2 separate regions of the Ovis aries genome follow, and region 2 is linked to region 1. Evidence: chromatin contacts called from public Hi-C data. All regions are on one chromosome and are shown on one strand. Each heading gives the region's core, a stretch centred on a gene start, on an enhancer-like site or on the middle of the called end of the contact. The rest is flanking DNA. Distances are from core to core; before and after follow the strand shown. Region 1 holds the start of PAFAH1B1 (platelet activating factor acetylhydrolase 1b regulatory subunit 1). Region 2 overlaps PAFAH1B1 (platelet activating factor acetylhydrolase 1b regulatory subunit 1).

Region 1 (3,503 bases), core at 350-2,849:
GTCAGGCAATAACATGCACTTTAAAAGGTAAAAGTGAACTTAAGATGGATTCTTAGAACAAGGGATGTTAATTTATTTCAGCTTTATTGACAGTTACTGGATGCGGCACAGACCAGACTTTTGTGCCTCATTTTGTTGTCCTTGCCCAACCAGAGAATCCCAGAACTGTAAACCGGGAAAAGACATACCAGAGACCATTTGATTTCCTTCCCTGCCTTCAGGAAGGGTAGAACCCAAAACTTCCAGGCAATTCATTCATATTTTTCTTGAACATCTGCAGAGTTAGAGACTTAAAACCTTCTTAAAAGGAAACTTATTTTGCTATCAAGTAAAAGTAATTGTTACATGAGTTGCCTGTGACTCCCTACTAAAGCCATATACTATACACATGCAGCATTTCCTAATTCTCACAAAAGCTTTATAATTTATACGTCTATTTTACAGAGAAACGGGGCTAGACACAGTAATTTAACCAAGGCCACACTTCCTTTATGTTGCTGGTCCAGGATACACATTCAGGTTCTGCCATTAACCCAGTAGTTTCTCAAAGGTAATGTATTTACCTACAAAAGGAAAACAATAAAATCAATAAACACAAGCCTAAACCTATGTTTCAGGCAAAGAGTTTCCTTGGACAATATAAATTAGTGATGAGATGATCACACTAGGTAACTCTTAATAAAAGAATATTCCACGTAGGATAATCTAGAACCTCAAATCTGGCATCTTTTAAATCAAATGTTTGTGTGGAACACATTTGCCTATAAATCTCCAAGATTTCATCTGCCATCTATTTCATTCCCCCAAACAGTAAACACACACACACACACACACACACACACACACACACACACACGACACACGTGAGCGCGCGCGCTCAAGCCTTGTAGGGATAAAGTTCCAGGTGTTTCTTTGGGCATCAGTTTCGAGACTTCCAGAGTCGCAGATGTGTGTATGCCTGCGTGTGACTAAGGAAAAGAATAGCTGAATCACATCTGAAAGCAAATTTTCTCAAATTAAAAAATCTCTAACAACCAGGCATCCCAGCAGGCTTTTAACCTCAACAGCTCTTCTCCCCAGACTAACCCAATCTACTCCCCGTCCCTCTCCCCGGTCCGTGAGAAATAAACCCGAAGGCCGAAGGTAGAAGGGGCGATATCCTGGCCCGGGCTCCGCTTTCTGAAGCCCACTGGGGCCCGGAATCCACGGTGCCAGATGGTCCCTGCTGTTGGCCGGGGAAAACGGAGAGCTCTCCGTTCGCGAGCAAGAGCAGGGCGTGGAGGTGAAGACGGCCGGAGTTCACCAGGGGCCGCAGCAGTCAGACGAGGGTCTAGGAAAAGGTTACTGAGAGCCTTTGCACAGGTTGGAGATGCGTGCTGAGCGAAAGTACCTCTTGCGCACACTTGTCCCCCACCCCAGCTCTCTACATCGCCAAGCAGCATCAGCCCGCCAGCCTGCTAAGCGGAAGGCAGCCCGGCTCAGGGCCCGGCCCTGGCCGGCGCATGCGCCGCAGCCCCTCCTCCGCTCCCGGCCCCCCTCCCCTCCCTCTTCCCCGCGGGTCTGGGGCGGCGGCGGCGGCGGCGGCGGCGCGGTGACGTCAGGGCGTTGGGGCAGCTCCTGTGACAGACGGAGCTGGAGCGGCGGGGCGGCGGCGGAGTCCAGCGGCCGAGATAGCGAGTGAGCGAGCGGACGAGCAGCGACCCCGGGGTCCAGGGAGCGAGAAGAAGAAGGAGGGGAGCGCTCGGGCGCGAGCTCAGAGCCATCGCGAGCGGCGGGCTTAGGCTCGAGCCCCGGAACGGCTGAGGAGCCCGCCCGCTCCCCTCCCCTCCCCCTCCCCGGGACCGGGCCCAGCGCGCCATCCTCCCCCTCCCTCCTTCCCTCCCTCCCTCCTTCCTCCCTTCCCTCTCCCTCTCCCCCTCCCCCGCCGGTGGATGGGAGTGAAGGACGGAAGAGGCCCTGCGGAGGCGGCGGTGCAGCGCTCCGGTAAGGCGGGCGAGGGTCTGCGCCCTCCCTTATGTCTTCTCCACCGCGCTCGGGCGGCTGCGGGCCGGGCCCGGCGGCCTGACGATGTGGCTGCGCCGGTCCCCTCCCTCCCATTCTCCCCTCCCCCTGCCGCCGCCTCCTCCTCCTTCTTCTTCTCTCCTCGCTCTCAAAATGGCGGCCGCGACGGCCGTTGAGTGAGAGACACGGGAGGAGGGGGGGACAGGCCGGGTAGGGCGCTGCCCTCGCTCCCCTCCTCCCTGGCCCGGGTTCTGGGGGTGCCAGGGCCGCCGCGGCTCCACCCGCGGCCTTCCCCGGGAAGGGATCGCCTTCCTCCCTTGGTGACTTAGCAAGAAAAGTATTCTTGGGTAGGAAGGGCGTGGAGAGCAGGTCGCTCTCAGATCTTGGGGAGAGGGTTCGGCTCTCCTCTCCCTGTCCGCGGAAGAGAAGCCCCGCAGTCCCCACCCCACCCCGCGGCTGGCGCTCAGGGAGCGGGCTCAAGCCGCCTCGGCACTGTCCACCGGCCTGCAGGCGTTCCGTCCCCCACCTGTCCTTAGGATGGAGTTGACCTGAGAAGGATGGTCCAGCCTTTCCCTGGCTCCCCTGTGCGGTGGTTCAGCCCCTGCACCCACTGAGGAGGAGCGGCCTGACCCCACCGAACCATCCGCAGCATCCACCCACCAAATCCGGCAGGATTTTCTTTTCTGCCGTCGGCTCCTTCAACGGGAGCTGCCTTTTGACGTTGTAACACTGAGCTTCGAGGCCCTCAGCCATTCTCCTTCGAATCTCCCCACTCGTATAGGAAACGCAGTGCCTGCCTTAACCTCCCAGGTGAGAAAATGCCTTTGAGGTGGTGGGCAAATTTTAACAGCACGTCTCTAAACAGAAGAGTGGAGAGGAGGAGGAGGTTTTTCAGCATCTGAGACAAGGGAGGAAGGTGGCTTGGCTTTATTTGTTGTTCTGCCTTTCTTCCGTGACTTAGCAAGAAACTCCTTGGGAGGAAGACGGGAAATTTTCTTTTGGGGTTGCCGTTTGGGTCCAATCTATATCAGTCTTTTGGTTAAGAAATTGTGCTTTGGAAGCGAAGAACCAGATTTGTGGTCTCCGTTCTCAATGGGCGATGTCATGCCAAGGTCCCCCCCTCCCCCTTTCCTTAAGAGGCAATCGGGAGAGAAGAAAGATGTTACTGTTCTTCCGACCTCTACTTTAACACACAATCCTTGAGATTTATAAGGTTTTAAAGGCTAAACAAAACAATTGTGCCGTTTTTGGTAATTCTATTTTTGTTGGGGGGTGGGTTGTTTTGTGTGAATTTCATTTTGAGCCTAGGGCGGAGGAGACCGTGCTTGGGCCTTTCATACCAGTAATGTCATCTCTCCCCTTTTGCCACGGTAGTATTTGCTTGAATTTTTTTTTTTTTTTTTTAATTCCTTTTTTTTGCTGCAGTGGAGCTTGATTGCTGCGGGGTTCAGTCTTTTAATCAGGAAAAATGTCCTGGTTGGGTAGGTCGATAGTGATATAAT
Region 2 (3,656 bases), core at 800-3,299, 67 kb after region 1:
GTGCCCAGAGCACTGCCGTAGAACTCACTGGTGTTAGCGCGTCGTCCGGCTGTGGGCGCTCGCTGTCGTCTCCCCGGAAGCTTTGGCTCTAGGCCGCCAAGCCCAGTCTCCCTACTGTCGGTGCCCTGCTCTCCTGTTTGCCTCTTTCTGTTTCTCTGTGAACTTCCAGATAATATCACTCATTAAATAGTTTTTTTTTTAATTTATTTAAAGAAAAACTATTTAGAAGAATATTTCGTTTTGTTGACAGTGGTGGCTTGATAATCCTTAAGCAACTGAAAATAAAATTGTCGAAGGAAACAGCACTGAAAAGATAGTTTATTCTCTGTCCAGCTGTATATAAGTCCAGTGTGTTAACTAATCTAGGTGATGCAAAGAAGAATCACCTGGTAAGAGAAGCAACATGTACAAAATCGGTGAAAAAGGTTTCAGTTTTTTCCAGTGGGGTGGGGGGAGGGCAAGCTGGATTTACAAGTCACAACTGGACTGAACTGGCCTTTTAATCTTTCACTCTATCATGTAAGTAGCTGCTTTCTTGTCCTGCCTATACTTCAGGCGTCCCTAAAGCTCACTCTGAAGATGGTAGAAACACACACATAATCTTCGAGTTTAGAAGTTGATCCCGACACTGACATGAAGGCGAACGTTGATCTCATGCGAACGAACAGTTACAGAGGTGGTGATTGGAGAAAACCGTTCCCCAGATTGTAAGAGTTAACTGAAGATATTGACACAATTAAAAAAATCAGTAAAGGAATGTATATAATATTGCTCTTGTGTTTTACAGTAAGATTTGTTGCTCTCAGACTGTGTAAAACAAGATTTATTCATGTTTTCTGCATATTAAAAAAATCTTATTGTACCAATTGGTAAACTATTAAATGCCTATAAAACTAGATGTGATTTTTATTTTTCCGGTGTTTTTGTGCACAGATTAAAAACCTTTTAAATTGAGTCCCAGTAGGAAGCAGGGTTGTGTTCAGCACCAGTCACAGGGAGAGTAAAAAGCAAGTTGCTGGCAGGGCAGCAGGGCCTTGCCTTAGGACGGAGCCAGCTCTGCCTTTGCTGTCTGCCTCCTTCACCCGCTTTGTGGGAGGGAGCTAGGAGTGCAGCTGCAGCGGCTCGCACAACCCATTGGGTTGAGCAGTTTCAGGCCGTTTTCTAAGGCTCTGCCCTTCCCTCCAGCAGCTGTTTCTGACAGTGGCTACAGCTGAGGCCAGGAAGGACATTTTAAAACCCCCTTGCAAGGATTTGGTCCTGGAGTGGCGGTCAGGGCCCCCTGGGAGAAGTGACTCGACTGCCTTTTGCTTGCTAATGAGTGGGCCTTTTTATTCTGTCCAGTGGTCTTGGATTCTTGGAGATAACTAGTTAAGTTGCTCAGTTGTGTCCACTCTTTGGGACCCCGTGGACTGAAGCACATCAGGCTTCCCTGTCCTTCACCATCTCTTGGAGTTTGTTCAAAGTCCTGGCCATTGAGTGGGTGATGTCATCCAACCATTTCATCCTCTGTAACCCCCCTCCTCCTGCCCTCAATCTTCCCAGCATGAGGGTCTATTCTAATGCTGTTTAAGTTTGGTCGAAATGTACCAAGAATCCCCACCCTTTCCCGCAGATGCCCCACGGCTTTCTATGCGCTGTCTTTTCATCCCTGTGCTACTGCCCAGCTAGCATCCATAGTGTCTAGGGCACCTGTGAGGTCTCAGCAAAGGACAAGTTGGTGATGTAGTGGCTTCTTACACCCCAGCTGTCATCCTGCCTTTTAGGAAAGTGGCCTCTCTACCCCCTGCTCCTCCAAATGAGAGGCTGGGCCAAGAGCACCAAGAACTTTGCTTGAAGATAAGAGTTTCCTGGGTTTTGCAGCTTTTCAATTTCCTCACAGGGTTCTTTTCCCCTAGTCAGATTCAGATGAGCCTGACCACATTCCCTCAAGGTGGAGTTCCAGCTTGAGTGTAACTATCCTGAAGTGCACTTAGCTGTTCAAAACCTACTGGTTTGTCACACACCAAGCTTAACAAGACTGACGGTTGTGTGTGTTCCTGACATAGGATGAGGTCAGGAAGATTTGGTGGAGAACTGGTGCTGTATCCTGGGTGTGGCAGCTCTGTCTATTAGTCTGGTGAACCTTGTCTTGCGAATAGATGGGCAATTCACTGCTGAGGAAAGTGACTCTGCGCTCCCTATTCCAGTGTCACCTGGGACCTCATCACAAATGGAGTTCTCAGGCTCCAGCTTAGACCTGCTATATCCGAGACGGTGCATGGGTACACTCTTTGTCGCTTCCGTTGTGTGACTCTGCGGCCCTCTAGACAGGTGTGGTGGTGGTGTGTGTATGTGTGCTCAGTTGTGCCCAACTCTGCAACCCCATGGACTATATAGCCCGCGAGGCTCCTCTGTCCGTGGGATTTTCCGAGCAAGAATAATGGAGTGGGCTGCCGTATCCTCCAGGGGATCTTCCCAATCCAGGGATTGAACTCGGGTCTCTTGCATCTCCTGCATTGGCAGGCAGATTCTTTACCACTGTGCCACCTGGGAAGCCAATGGACAGGTGAGATCCAGCAAATCTACTGTAACAAACCATCCAGATGATTCTGATTCTGCTAAGTTTGAGAACCACTGATCTAAATGGCTGAACGAAATTTTCATTGAAGAAAACATTAAGACAAGTCACTGGTGGTCCATGGGCCCTCCAGCTGGGGTTTGAACTCAGACCTCTTTTTCACTGACGGTTTGACACATGGGTTTGTTCCTTTGTATTTTTTTTCTTCCCATTCCCATCTCCAGTTTATTATTTCTTATGTAAACACAGGATAATTATATTCAAGGAAAAAGGGCAAGGATTTTCTCTTACACCAAAGTAAAGAACTGCTTTTCCAAGATCTTTTATACATAAATCCAGTAAATGAAGGGGCTGAATGGAAACACTTCATTTTTTCCTCACCATATCAGAAACATAACTAAAAGTGAATTTTTGAGTGAATAAGTTCAACACTTTGCCATACTCACAGTTAAAGACTGCATTTTCCTGAAACTGTTTAGACATACCATGCAGACACTCCTAGGAATGTTTTGAGATCACTCTTACTAAGAATAAAAAAACCATTACTTTCTCAAAACACTTTGTCATCATCCCCACCGGGTCACCAGTCCTCTGAAGTGACGATATCCAAAATTTGATTGCCTGTCAGGTGGCAACACTTCTCAACACACCCTCTTCCTCACATAGACCTCCCCCTGCTGGTGCATATTAGCACATTTTTACCTACAAGAAAAGAGGCTCACTTAGGGTGAGGCCTTACATGTGCGAAGGGTATGGAGCTGGAGCTATTTAAAGAGTGAACTAGGACTTGAACCCAAATGCACTAGCTCTTTCCCTTAACTGGTTATGCTTAGATTAAGCATAAGCATCTAATTAACTAAGTGTAGGGAGGGCCTTCTGACATCTTTCAAACAAACATTCTTTAACCTACTTTTAGTAACACAGGAAAGACCCTCATCCCACCCACCCCTGAGGCCCTCTCTGTCACCATACAGCCAACTCCACTGTGGGGTGACCATTAGGAATGGGGTAGGTAGAGGCTGGGAATCGATAACAACTTGCCCACACTGGCAACACAGAAAGGCTCCTCATTCATTCTATCCGAAATGACTATTCTTAG

The links. A called contact is a pair of places that touch in the nucleus more often than the background predicts.
Region 2: a contact with region 1 is called in a Hi-C map of hypothalamus, with 1.8 times the contacts expected there. The contact joins the enhancer-like site here to the promoter of PAFAH1B1 in region 1. A contact is called at or near these places in 5 of 16 Hi-C or Micro-C datasets (blood, hypothalamus, muscle and 1 more).

What each region holds. Positions count from the first base shown.
Region 1 is chr11:23,395,313-23,398,815 of ARS-UI_Ramb_v3.0, forward strand. It overlaps PAFAH1B1 (platelet activating factor acetylhydrolase 1b regulatory subunit 1), which reads left to right and starts at 1,600. Exons shown (of 12, transcript XM_060395321.1): 1 at 1,600-1,983.
Region 2 is chr11:23,461,587-23,465,242 of ARS-UI_Ramb_v3.0, forward strand. It overlaps PAFAH1B1 (platelet activating factor acetylhydrolase 1b regulatory subunit 1), which reads left to right. Exons shown (of 12, transcript XM_060395321.1): 12 at 1-896. Among named protein-coding and RNA genes, the nearest start is that of CLUH, 26 kb to the right of the region's middle. Within about 2 kb of position 2,050, at least 6 of the 54 cell types and tissues checked have an H3K27ac peak or open chromatin away from gene starts, as enhancers often do. A contact at or near this core is called in hypothalamus, where this site is marked.